Regions from separate parts of the Hordeum vulgare genome. Here all the other regions are linked to region 3. Evidence: chromatin contacts called from public Hi-C and HiChIP or PLAC-seq data. All regions are on one chromosome and are shown on one strand. The core of a region is the stretch at or near the end of the contact, and the rest is flanking DNA. Distances in the headings are between cores, read along the strand shown. Region 1 holds the start of LOC123449304 (zinc finger protein 8-like). Region 2 holds the start of LOC123449296 (protein OBERON 4-like). Region 3 holds the start of LOC123449301 (probable glucan 1,3-alpha-glucosidase).

What was found. A called contact is a pair of places that touch in the nucleus more often than the background predicts. HiChIP or PLAC-seq counts read pairs in DNA pulled down with a chosen protein or histone mark.
Region 1: a contact with region 3 is called in an H3K4me3 HiChIP or PLAC-seq map of embryo, with 4 times the contacts expected there. The contact joins the promoter of LOC123449304 here to the promoter of LOC123449301 in region 3. A contact is called at or near these places in 1 of 6 Hi-C or Micro-C datasets (seedling) and 1 of 1 datasets of contacts at active chromatin or transcription factors (embryo).
Region 2: a Hi-C map of seedling shows a contact between it and region 3, with 4 times the contacts expected there. The contact joins the promoter of LOC123449296 here to the promoter of LOC123449301 in region 3. A contact is called at or near these places in 3 of 6 Hi-C or Micro-C datasets (leaf and seedling).

What each region holds. Positions count from the first base shown.
Region 1 is chr4H:531,694,639-531,698,770 of MorexV3_pseudomolecules_assembly, reverse strand. LOC123449304 (zinc finger protein 8-like) reads right to left here and starts at 1,835. Exons shown (of 1, transcript XM_045126469.1): 1 at 1-1,835. The coding sequence starts at 571. LOC123449305 (a long non-coding RNA gene) reads left to right here. Exons shown (of 6, transcript XR_006631990.1): 5 at 2,682-2,785; 6 at 2,882-3,373.
Region 2 is chr4H:530,939,685-530,944,059 of MorexV3_pseudomolecules_assembly, reverse strand. It overlaps LOC123449296 (protein OBERON 4-like), which reads left to right and starts at 1,602. Exons shown (of 3, transcript XM_045126454.1): 1 at 1,602-4,375. The coding sequence starts at 1,884.
Region 3 is chr4H:531,421,166-531,425,829 of MorexV3_pseudomolecules_assembly, reverse strand. LOC123449301 (probable glucan 1,3-alpha-glucosidase) reads left to right here and starts at 2,707. Exons shown (of 6, transcript XM_045126462.1): 1 at 2,707-4,349; 2 at 4,450-4,664. The coding sequence starts at 2,799.

The DNA.
Region 1 (4,132 bases), core at 586-3,085, 270 kb before region 3:
CGATCCCTCTGTAGAACTGCTGGTGTCCGTAGGAGACACCACTACTCACCGTGGCCCATGACGGGTACAATGTCGTGCCGAAGCGGTGCTGCGGGTAGCCAAGGAGATGGTGGTGGTGGTGCGCGCTGCCAGCAGCCGCCGCTGCCGCGGCCATCGCCGACTGCATCTGCACCCGCTTCGCGTGTTGCCGCTCGCGCTTGTGTGCGTTCTGGTGTCCCCCGAGCGCCTGCGACGTCGGGAAGTGCCTGCAGCAGTAGTGGCACTCGAACTTGCGGTTGCTGTCAGGGGCGGCGCTTGCAGCGGTGATGGCAGCGCCACCGCTGCTCTGCTTGGTGGCTGAAGGGGTCGCGCTGCTGGTAGCGGCGTCTTCTTTAATTCTGCCCTCAGGTGATGCATGCGGGACGTCAATGCCGAAGAGGCGGATGCCAGAGTTGGGGCTTTCTCGCTGAGGAGCACCGGAGCGCAGGAATGGCAATTCGGAGAAGGACGCAACGTTGCCAAAGTCATGAGGCTCCCGCATGCTCGCCGCGCCACCACCGATACCGCCTTCACCACCTCCGTCACCGCCCATGCAACCAGAACCAGGTGGATCGAGAAAGCTGCAGAATTTCCTAGGCTATCTAACAGCTCCTTGGAAGTAGAAAACAATATCTCACGCTCAGCTGCTAGTCTAGCGGCATCAGCAGTGAGTAGCTGTTGGGAAGAAGAGGAACCCCGGCCCTGAATGTCATGGAGTTAAGGAGGGGGCCGGCGGGGGCATGAGAGGAGAGCCAGGGAGAGAGAGAAGGTAGTAGGGAATAGAAAGGGCAAGAAGAAGGTCTGGCGCTCATGTCTCTCAAAGGAGGAGTGCCAAATGTATAGAAGCGATAGGTTTCGCATCGCATGCTTGGTGAGAGGAATGGGGTGCCGACGGATGGGGCAGGGTAATTGTCACCTTACTATCGTGCGTGGTTAGTTAGGGGGAGGTGGGGGCGTCCTGCTAGATGGGAGAGGGGAGATGTGGATACATGCATCGTCCATCCATGCCTTGGCGATGCCGTAGTACAGTAGTAAATTCTTGGGGAAGGGCTGGGGCCTTGGGGGAGCCCATAGTACACAATAAGCTCTGGCAAGTACTACTGCACTGCACTAGGAGGCTTTTGGGCTCTCCCACATAACAAACAAGTACCTGTCACTGAGACTGAGGAAAACCATCTCTCTCACTCCCTCACTCTCACGAGAGCTCTCTCTCTCTCTCTCTCCTCTCTCTTTTTCTTTGCTTTCTTCATTTCTCTGGCTTTCATGCATGTGTAGGCATCAGTGAGTACGTGACAAGCTCTGAGCGTGGGCCTGTCGCTCTATATAGCAGCTATGTGGGGGTGGTACTGGCTGTTTTATGGGGGCTCTTTATAGCTGTTGGCTTCTTTACATCTGGAGCTGCAGGCTTGTGTTTGGAAGTGGTCCTGTCGTGCAGATCTAGCGGTGGCAGCCTCCTTGTGGCTACGCTAGCACAGCTGCAGCTGCGTGACTGATCGATTTCTCTCGACCACCTCCAAAAAAAGACTATACTCTGCTGCTGTCTTAGTTTCTTATCTTGTTTGCTTTCTCTATTCTTAAGCTATACCTTATATGGGAGCGTCCTAAAATATCTCCCTACTCCTGTTACCACTGCTATTCATGCATCTCAAAAGCTAACTAACTATACCCCCTCAATTATCCTAGCTAGTTAGGTTGTTGTTATTGTTAAGCGGGAACTGCATGACTAACCATGCAGGAATCATGTTGCCTTGTTCACCTACCAAGCTATCCCCTCCGTTCCTATATTCTTTTTAGAGGTTTTACTAGAGGATTACATATGGATGTATATAGACATACTTTAAAGTGTAGATTCACTCATTTTGCTCCGTATGCAGTCCCCTAATGAAATCTCTAGAAAGACTTATATTAGGAACGGAGGGAATATGTACTTACCACGGAATATATATTCATCTAATACATGCAACTAGACGGTGCGTGTATAGCTAGGTTCATCATGCTATAGGCCCTGCTTTGTTCTTTTGCTATAATGAAGCTACTCAGCACTCACTTTGTGTTTTTAGTCCCTACAATTAAAGGGAGGCCACCTGAGATAGCGGACACATGCATGATTTGCGGGAGCCTGGCCTCATTGGATGATCCAAGAATAAAATTTTTACAATAGCTTTTTCTCTGAGGACACAAACAATGATGTGACGTCAGAGGTATTTATAGGTGGTATCATAGGACTAAAGATGACATGGAGGGGAAATAAAGAGAAAACAATAGTACAGGAAACTAGACCACATCATCACAGATGGTTTAGCATTGCCATTGAGTCATTACTGGGCACATCTATATGTGGTGCCATTGTAAGATTGGTATCATTTGTGGCGTGCGTATAGATACAGCAAAACAAAGGTCATTTGCAGCGCCTTTCTGAAACTTTCACACCTCCTAGATATAAAACCTGGCGATTTTTTCTCTCTACCATCATCCCCCTGACATTATTTCCCAATTTTTTGCATAATTTCCCTGACCCCTCCCTTGCTATTCTCCATTCCACGCTGGTTCAATGCCTCTGGGGGTCCGTACTTCTTGATCACTGTACTTCATGCAATATGCTTAAACTATAGTCACACGGATATATTGTCATTAAACAAACCGAGCACGTATGTGTTCCACAGGGTGGAAGAAAAGGCAGATGGCTGTTTCTCCGGCCGGCCGGGCAGCCACGTTCCAGGGCGATGGGGATTCTGCTGCGCCAATGTGGGTGCTATCACATGGAAAGGTGTGCTCCTCTCATCAACAGACAACAAGCTTTGTTTTTATGAAGCATAACATCCTCCGTTAAAAGATCACCCAGGTGCTTTTCTCTCATGCATAGATCCTGTGTCCATATCAAGATATCATGCATGCCACTGCTGGAGATCGTTAGTGTCTTTCCAAGACTAGAGAAGAATAACACTCGGCATCAGCTGTAAACGAAGCCACATAATGATTGGTCATCGTTAGTTATAAGCTGTGTGACCAGCACTGTAGCACAAATGACGATACATAGTTTGATTTGTTGTGTGCGTAGGCCGCGGGAGATCATTCCTCTGTTGTCGGAAAAGATGGTTTAATTTCATGTGCTATTTGCCATGCATCAGACTAGAACTTGAAGTAGTGGCCCAAGAACTTGGAGTATTTATCAGGAGCACTTGAAGAATGTGTGGCTGTTGGTTAGGACATGCAAGTTGGTACATACGTGTTTATATGTGTACGTACGTAGGACCGAGTACTCACGCCTTGTTTACGTGGAAATTTTAAAGCTGTTCACGGCATGGCAGTGTGAATGTGGAACCAGTTGTTGCGTGTATAAATTCAAGATCTAGCAGCAGAGGGTCACTAGGTCCAGAATTTCGCGAACCGAATTATGCTGTGCGTCGTACTGGTGGCTAGCTAGTCGTACCAAATGATTCAGACAGACAGACAGAATGCATGGTCGCTAATTAAATTGATTGATTACGGCTCTCTTGACCAGAACCAAATACATACAAATCCTAGTGGTTGGTTACGGGTCTAGATCTCACCAGCAGCTAGCATTTCCAGCACTTGATAACCAGCTACTTGTGCTAATCAGAAGGGGACCTTCCTTTCGTCTTCACAGAAGACGCCACCATCCTTGTTCAACCTCTACCAATAAGCCTTGCTGTTTTGAAAGTGGTGGTGGGTCATATGGCATAGGAGAAAATTGGATCTTGTCAGTTTTGTTAGCAAGATCAAAGGCTGCTGCCTGTGCGAATTTGCTCATTACTCTCGCTCGCTTTCTTTCGGAAATGTTGCTCATTATTCCTCTTTAACGACGGCTCTCGTGCATGCATGTGCGCAGTACATGTGGGTGTACTGACTTTTAACTGCGGCGTTACATGTGTTCCTACCAAAACAGCAACTTGATCATTAAGACGCGGGGCCTCCTCTATAATGATAAATTCAACGAAGTGGGGACTAAATCTTCTGCGTGTGCATGCTTATATACGGTGTGCTGCCACCATATGCTCTGAAGAAATAGGCAAGAAACTAGAATTTACAAGGGGCATTCTCCACACTTTTACGACCGTTTCCGCACAAACATCATATGAACCTGAAAAGTTTC
Region 2 (4,375 bases), core at 353-2,852, 480 kb after region 3:
GCGTTAAGTTAATATCAATCGAGAGCCAGGTCAGACGAATCCGCACCCTTGTAATCGATTCCCACAACAATATACACAAAGCAGGACGTATGCTTTTACCTCAATCGGAGGTGCCAACCTGGGTAAACAGCGTCTCCCGTTTTCCGATCAACCCCTTTGAGTCACCACATAGTTGCGATGGTTCCATCACTAAGTCTTTCACGAGGACATCTGTCGTGACAAAACCACGATGACTCCTGCTCCTCGCCCTCGTCCATCCCCACCTCCTCCTCATCTTCCACCTTCACCCCCTCGGCCTCCTCAAAATCCTCCTCCGGATCCACAGGTAGCCCCGCGGCCCTCCGGATCCGGACCTGCGCAAGGAGCCACAGACACTGCTAGATCATGTAGTGGCGGCGGCGTGGGGGCATGGCTGACGGGCTCGGGTGACGACGATGGAAGGGAGGAAGGGGGATGTGCTAGGGTTGGGGGACGCTGGCCGGCTTAAATAGCCGGCTATGGATAAGGATGGTGAGCCGAAGTGGCGCCACGTGGCGTTCGCAACGCGTCGATGGTGGAGGTGCCCGTCGGATGGTCGGGAATTCGAACGAGTCCGCATGGGGCCACGTCATCAGACCGACATGATGGACGTGCCAGGATCCCGTATACCCACCCCATATTTGGGTTGGATATGAAAGATGTCTGTGAGCCCGAACATTTGAGGCCCGTTTGAAGGGTCCGACTAAATCGAATTTTTATGACGAGTGAGTTACCGGGAAGCCTAGCCCGGTGTTTGAGACGGATTTGAGGGTCCAACTGTATATGTTCTTACATATTCAACATCCACTCGTGATTTCCTAATATTACCAGTGTTTTAATTAAAGAAAAACAGAGAACCTGTAATGCAAGCAAACTTTGGAACATAAATTAGTGGAGGAGTAGTCAGCTTCTACTCGCCGAGGCGGAGGAAAAACAGGTGGCTTGTTGTTCTCGTCAAGCAATTGACAAGCGCCTCCGGTCTCCGCAGTCCCTCTCATCTCGTCTTGAAAAAGAAGGAAAAAAAAACCAGGGAACCCGTTTTAAATCCAGGAATCTGTTGGCCGCAAAGGAGGGAGAAGCACGCAACATCGCGGCAAACTCCATTTTTTTCTTTCGAAGTCTGTGGCAGGGCTCCACTTGGCTGACCGGCTCCACTCCACTCCACTCCACCGGAATCTGGAGAGAGAAAAATCGTGGGGTCGACGGGGCAAGTCACACAAGGGCGGAGGTGATGCCCATGCTATCTCGTCTGCACGCAAACGCCAGTCAAAAGCTGACCTTTCTGGCTCACACACACATCAGATCAGACCACCGCACCGCAGCACACGCCACCCGAGGCCTCCCTCCACGACACGACCCATCGCCCCAGCCGCATCCCCAGCTCGCCACCAACCCCACCACATCCACCACCGCGACTCCACCATCGCCATTCTCCCCGCTCCGCCACGCGCCACCGCGCCACGGCGCCCGGCCCCGCGTCCCCTGTTCGGCGCCGGATCCGCTGCGCCACGCCATCTACGAAGGCGGGCCCCGGCCGAGCGACCCCCGCGCGTCAGAGCCCACGGGCGGGCCAGCAGCACCGCTCTCCGTCGGCGGTAAAAAAGAGAGAGAGAGAGACGAAGCGCGGCCGACTCTGAGACCCGGGTCCAAATCTGGGTGACGCCCGTTGACCGCGACTAGGAGGTGAGGGGAGTGGCCGGGAGCGAGCGAGCCAGAGCCAGAGGAGGGAGGGAGGGAGAGGGAGCCGGAAGCAAGCCGAGGCGACGCGAGCATTTGCCCGTACGCTCTCGCCCGCTACTTCCTTATCTCTCCTCGGCGGCAGCCCCACCCCACCCCACACCCTTCCTCGGCGCGGCCGATCTGGCATGAAGCGCCAGCGGTCGTCCTACGTCGACGACGACGACCCGGACGGCGACAGGCGGAGGTTCTACGACCGCGGGGGCCCGCCGTCCCCGCCGCCGCCGCGCCGCCGCCCCGCCGAGTACGAGAGCGACGAGTTCGACCGCCGGGGCGGCTTCGGCGGCAGGTTCTACGACCACCGCTACCGGGACTCCCCATCGCCGCGGGGCTATGGAGGGGACCGGGCGATGCACCGCTCCGAGAGCTTCTCCGGCTTCCGCCGCGAGTTCCCCAAGGGCTTCCGCGCCGACCGCGACCGGTCGCGTTGGGATGCGAGCGGCAGCGGCTCGGCGTGGCGGCGTCCCGGTGGCCCCTGGAGGGATCCGCACGGCTTGGACGGCCACAAGTCTGCGACCAGGCGGCAGGCGCCGTCGCCGCCGACGCCCCCTCGCCGGTCTCCCAGTGAGCCCAGGAGGAGGATCGATGGTCCCAAGGGGGACAAGTTGAGGAAGCACAACTGCGCCGCCGGTGAGATCGAGGAAGGGGAACTTGCGCCAGATCCGGACACCAAAGCCCCGCCTCCGCATCCGCCTGCCACCGCGGAGCATCAGAAGTGGGTTGACTCAGGCCGTGCTGATGACAAGGGAACTAGTAAGAGATGCGAGTTGAAGAAAGTGGATTCTCCTGGGCCGAGACTAAGAGTGGATGTGAGAACTCAGGCTGCTGACAACTTGGGGAAGGAGAAAGGGAAGATCAGGGATGATGCTGTTGCAGAAGCAGGGAAAGCAACAAACACACAGCATGAGAAATCAGCATTGGATGTCACAGGGAAAGTAACAAACGCACAGCATGAGAAATCAGCATCGGATGTCACAGGGAAAGCAGCAAATACTCAGCATGAGAAATCAGCAGCATCGGATGTCACAGAGAAAGTAACGAATACACAGCATGAGAAATCAGCAGCATCGGATGTCACAGAGAAAGTAACAAATACACAGCATGAGAAATCAGCACCGGATGTCACAGAGAAAGTAACAAATAGACAGCATGAGAAATCAGCATCGGATGTCACAGAGAAAGTGTGTGGAGGAGATGAAGCTGCCAGTGCCATTGATCAAGGTGGACAGAGCACTTCCTCCGTTACACGACAAGATTGTGTCAATGCTGCTGATGTGGGTGGGCAGAGCACTTCGTCTGGTATCCTGAAGGAGGTTAGCATGGAAGAAGTGACACCACAAGTTGAAACTGCCATTGCTGTCGATGATGTTGGGAAGGGCACTTCATCGAGCATACAGAAAGAATCACTGCAGGAGGCTGTAATGGCATTAGGTGAGACTGCTAGTGATGATGATATTGTTTGGATTGGCAGTTCATCGACTACGCTGCACAAAGTTCTTCCTAAAGAAGCAACAGATGGAAACATCAATGCAGATGGCGGTGTTGGAAATTGCATTTCATCCAGTATCCTGCAGGGGGCGATGCAGGAGGAAGTGAAATATGTAGATGTAGCTGCCGATATCACAGATGCGCCGAAAGAGGTCAGTTCTTTCAGTATGCTGAAGGAAGCGGTGCATGAAGATGGCACACTGCTAACTGCCAACACCGTTAATTTGCTAGGAGATAGCAATTCATCCGTTATGCTGGGGGAAGCAATGCATGAGACAGTAACCACGAAAGAACTAACTGCCAATGTGCTTGACATAGCTGGAAAGAGTAGCTCATCCACTATGCTCCAGGAAGATGTCATGACTTCTCTCTGCCAAGAGTCTCAAGAAATTAAAGAAACTGAAATAGGAAATGTTGGAGACAAGAAGGTTGATGAAACAACTGAATCTATCGCATCCCAACCAGTGGAAGGGGGGCTCGAGAGGTATGGTTGTGAAAATAGAGTTGCGCTTGACAAAACTGAAGTTGTAGAAGAAAAAGAAGAAGCAGTTGAGAATGAAATCGTTGCAAAACAAGTAAAACATATTGATCTGGAGGCCAATCTTGTAGGTGCTGGTGTTTTCCTTCAATCACCCAAGGACCATATTAAGGATACTAAGGGAAAGGGCACGACTTTGGATCTGATTATGGAGAAGCCAAGGGCTGAAGATAAAGGAAAGGGTATAGCATTTGATGTCCTTAATAAGGCAGGTGGTGGTACTTTAGTGGGGAGAGGTTTTGACATAGGATCGCAGCCTGACACAGACCAAAAAGAAGCATGGAAATCTACAAGCACTACTTCCGTAAAGCAGGAAGATGACACACTCAAGATAGGGAGACTTGATCTTTCACTAAGCTTGTCAGGTGGTTTACAGGATCCTGAATTCAGAAGTTTTATTCCGAGACCTGATTCTGTAGCCCATGGACCATGCTCTCAGTTGTCGTCGTCATCATCATCATTCTGCACAAATTCAGATGGAATAACAGCTTCCGTATCATTGACCAATTCTCAAGCATTTGTTCGCAACCCTAGTTTCTCACATACTCAACGGTCATTAGACAATTGTGAGCATTCAGTAGGCAGTAAACCTTT
Region 3 (4,664 bases), core at 1,458-3,957:
CACGCATCATCGGAGGGGCAATGGGGTTGATGTAGATGCCCTCCGTGATCAATTCCCTGTCCGGCAGATTACCAAAAAAGGCTCCCAGATTGGATCTCACGGGAACAAAGGCTCTCGGCAACGAAAAAATATTTTCGTGGCTCTCTTTAGGATGTGGGAATATTTGGAAATTTATAGACTGAAGAATAGGGTTAGGAGACCTGCAGTGGACCCACAAGCCACGGGGGCGCGCCCTACAGTCTTGTGGCCTCCTCGCAGGTGCCCTGCCCCCTACTCCAAGTCTTCTGGGTTTCTTCTCGTCCAAGAAAAATCATTTCAGAGATTTTATTCCGTTTGGACTCCGTTTAATATTCCTTATCTGCAATACTAAAAAACATGGGAAAACAAAAACTGGCACTAGGCTCTAGATTAACAGGTTAGTCCCAAAAATAATATAAAACAACATATTAATGCATATAAAACATTCAAAACAGATAATATAATAGCATGGAACAATCAAAAATTATAGTTACCTTGGAGACGTATCATAAACCCAGGGTGCCACGCCCTGAGTCAATGTGATTGCATCGAATGGGGACCACATAACTCTTATGGAAATTGGTGCGAAGTCCCATGACATTTCCAAAGCCTCTTAGAATGGCAGCCAAGTTGTCAATATCTCTTTTAATCGGGGCCATGACGACAATCGCTTCGTCCGCATAGAGAGAAGTCCGCACCACGGCTCCCCTCCCTCTGACCTTGTGTAACAACCCCTTTTCCGTGACCACGCGAGGATGTGTTGCAGTGGGTCAATAGTGATGACAAAAAGGAGGGGGGGGGGAAGAGGGTCCCCTTGCCTCAACCCACAGCCGTGCTTGATGGGGTGCCGGACCACCCCATTTAGCAGTACCCTCGAGGAGAAGGTACACTACAAGGATGCAATCCAGTCTTTGAATTTCCTTGGAAACCCCCTCCTTTGAAGGAGCTCCAGCAAATACTCCCATCTGACGGAGTCGAAAGCCTTGCGAATGTCCAGTTTGAACAACAGAGAGGTTTTTTTGCTCCTATGCACGCGGTGAGCAAGGTTACGGACATAATGAAGTTGTCGTGAATACTCCGTATTTTTATGAAAGCACTCTAAGCGTTGGAGATGAGAGGAGACATGTGCAGGCCAAGTCTAATGGAGAGCACCTAGGCTATGATCTTGGCAACGGCGTGGATGAGGCTGATGGGCCTGTGGTCGGCGACCATTTCCGCCCCCTCCTTCTTTGGCAAAAGCACAATACTTGCCGAGTTGAGCCACTGAAGGTTTGCGGAGTGGAGGGAGCCAAAACGGACGATGACCTGTCGAGCTGACATGTTTTTGTTCTCTACTCCCTCTGTAAACTAATATAAGAGTGTTTAGATAACTAAAATAGTGATCTAAATGCTCTTATATTAGTTTATGGAGGGAGTAGAAGATAATGAAGTGTCCATCATACATGGTAGTTTAGGAACTTTAAGAGTCATGTAAAAAATAACAAAGATCCATTTATTATCGCAAAGGATTTTATTCTCTCACAAGAGATAAGTATAGAGTTGAGGTAAGATTATTATACTTCTCCTTAAGGTTTGTTGGTTCCTATAGTATACATTGTTTCTTACTTAATGATTTTCTGTGTCTACACAATTCCACAAGTACATTATACACTGATGTTATATAAATGGACACATTGTTTTGTATTATTCTCACGTCAACTTCAGTTGGCAATTATACAAATATTCATTGTGGAGTCACTTGGTTCTTCTCGGGACCAAGACAAAATTCTACACGAAGGACCGAGAATAAAATATACATACCCATACCTTGGTATATGTTTGAATTTCTGTACCAATGTTGTCAATTTTGGATACTCTGTGCTCTCCTTCAACTCCCACGGCCTCTTCGACTTCGAGCCGCTGCTTAGAGTGCTATATGGAATTCGCGATTTACCATATAATCCCTTTATTTGTTTTGTTTGACTGTGGATAGGAAAACAGGATAACAAACAAAATATTGTAACACCAACAAGCTACTTAGTACTATATGCTTCAATAGAGAGATCCATTTAGTATATATCCAAATGATTTTGTATAGTTACATAAATCTTATGGGCTGTTACATGATTTTTAGCGGATACACCCTACATCATGGAGAATACGTAAATGCTGCAAATTAGTAGACTTCTTCATACAGCCGGATCTTCATACAACCGGGTCTGCCAACCATCACCTTTTTTCACGCAATATATGATATAATCATCATGAATGGTGTTATATGGAACATGTCAGATGTAGTTCATATTTGTTACTACACCAGCACAACAGTTGTAGTTAAGCTATTTCTGTAAGTCTTTTTCAGTAAGCATACGTTTGTCATCCACATCGACATTTTTATTAGCTTACTTTTCCGTCGCAACGCGTTGGGTATAATCTAGTTATACTCATCTACTGTGTAAAGATCAGATGATCACGTATTTTCACATCTGACGGTTGAGAAGAGATGTTCTTTTAGCCCGCTGCAGTCAGATGACGCCGCCTTCTTTTTTTCTTCTGCTCCACGAGAAGGAATGACCTGCAGCTGGGCGGCCCAAATGTGCGATACAGGCTTAAGGACCTTCTTGCAGGCCTACTACGGGAGCTCCGAATGGCATGTGAAGGCCTGCTAGCTCCCAATACGACGACTGGCCCATCGACGAACGGCGAGGCATCCCCAGTCGTGCAAAGACTCCGGCCGAGGGAGCAAGGTGCAGAGGCAGTTCGCTGCTCCACAGTCCCAGACCAGATCCGACGCCGCGGCCATGGATCCCCCGCCGCTGCCGCGCGTCCTCCGCCTCGCCCTCCTCCTCCTGCTCGCCTCCCCCGCCGCGCTCGCCTGGAAGAAGGACGAGTTCCGCAACTGCAACCAGACCCCCTTCTGCAAGCGCGCCCGCACCCGCGCCCCGCACTCTCTCGACGCGCCGCTCTCCCTAGTCGCCGGCTCCCTCGCCGTCTCCCCCGAGGGCTCCCTCACCGCCGAGCTCTCCCACCCCTCCCGCCCCCGCCCGCTCCTCCTCCGCCTCTCCGCGCTGCCCCCGCACGCCCTCCGCCTCCAGATCGACGAGGACTACTCGGCCAACACCCCGCCCAGCCGCCGCTTCCACGTCCCCGACGTCCTCCTCCCCGATGTCGACTCCCGCGCGCTCCACCTCTCCAAACCCAAGACCGTCGGCAGCGTCTCCACCGTCGCGCTCTCCTCCGACCTCGACGTCGTCGTCAAGCACGATCCCTTCGAGCTGACCGTCCGCCGAGCTGGCTCGGGCGACCCCGTGCTCTCCTTCAACTCCCACGGCCTCTTCGACTTCGAGCCGCTGCAGGAGTCCAAGCCCGAGGGCGAGACCTGGGAGGAGCAGTTCAGGAGCCACACGGACACGCGCCCCCGCGGCCCGCAGTCCATTACCTTTGACGTCTCCTTCTATGGCGCCGACTTCGTGTATGGCCTCCCCGAGCACGGCTCCACAGAGCTCGCCCTCCGCCCCACACGCGGCCCGGGGGTTGAGGAGTCCGAACCTTACCGCCTCTTCAACCTCGATGTGTTCGAGTACCTCCACGACTCGCCCTTTGGGCTGTATGGGTCGATCCCCTTCATGATTGCACATGGTGCAAGTGCATCTTCAGGATTCTTCTGGCTTAATGCCGCGGAGATGCAGATTGATGTGCTTGCACCAGGGTGGGATGGCGCAGCATCGTCGGAGAACGGGAGAATTGACACGCTGTGGATGGCTGAGGCTGGTGTCGTTGATGCGTTCTTCTTTGTCGGTTCCAAGCCCAAGGATGTGATCAAGCAGTACATTAGTGTTACAGGTACGCCTTCCATGCCGCAGCAGTTTGCAGTGGCATATCATCAGTGCCGGTGGAACTATCGGGATGAGGAGGATGTTGGTGGAGTGGATGCTGGGTTTGATGAGCATGATATTCCATATGACGTGCTCTGGCTTGACATTGAGCACACTGATGGCAAGCGATATTTCACATGGGATCGTTCCACATTCCCGAACCCAGAGGAGATGCAGCGGAAAATAGCAGATAAGGGGAGGAAGATGGTAACGATTGTAGACCCACATATGAAGAGGGACAGTGGATACTACCTCCACGAGGAAGCTACCGCCAAAGGTTACTATGTGAAAGATGCAAGCGGGAAGGACTACGATGGATGGTGCTGGCCTGGGTCATCATCATATCCCGACATGTTGAACCCTGAGATACGGGACTGGTGGGCTGACAAGTTCTCCTATCAAAACTACAAGGGATCAACTCCAACACTGTACATTTGGAATGACATGAATGAACCATCAGTCTTCAACGGCCCTGAGGTATGTCGCTGAATTGCAATTTGTCTATGCATTATCTTGTGAAGACGAGTTTTGCAGCAAAACTGAAACATTTTATGCATGAATCAATCTTGTTGAATAGGTCACCATGCCTAGGGATGCTATACACAACGGTGATGTTGAACACCGAGAACTGCACAATGCATATGGGTACTATTTCCATATGGCTACTTCAGATGGGCTTCTCAAGCGAGGTGAGGGTAAAGACAGGCCCTTTGTTTTGTCAAGGGCTTTTTTTGCTGGAAGTCAACGGTATGGGGCAGTTTGGACTGGTGACAACACTGCAGATTGGGATCA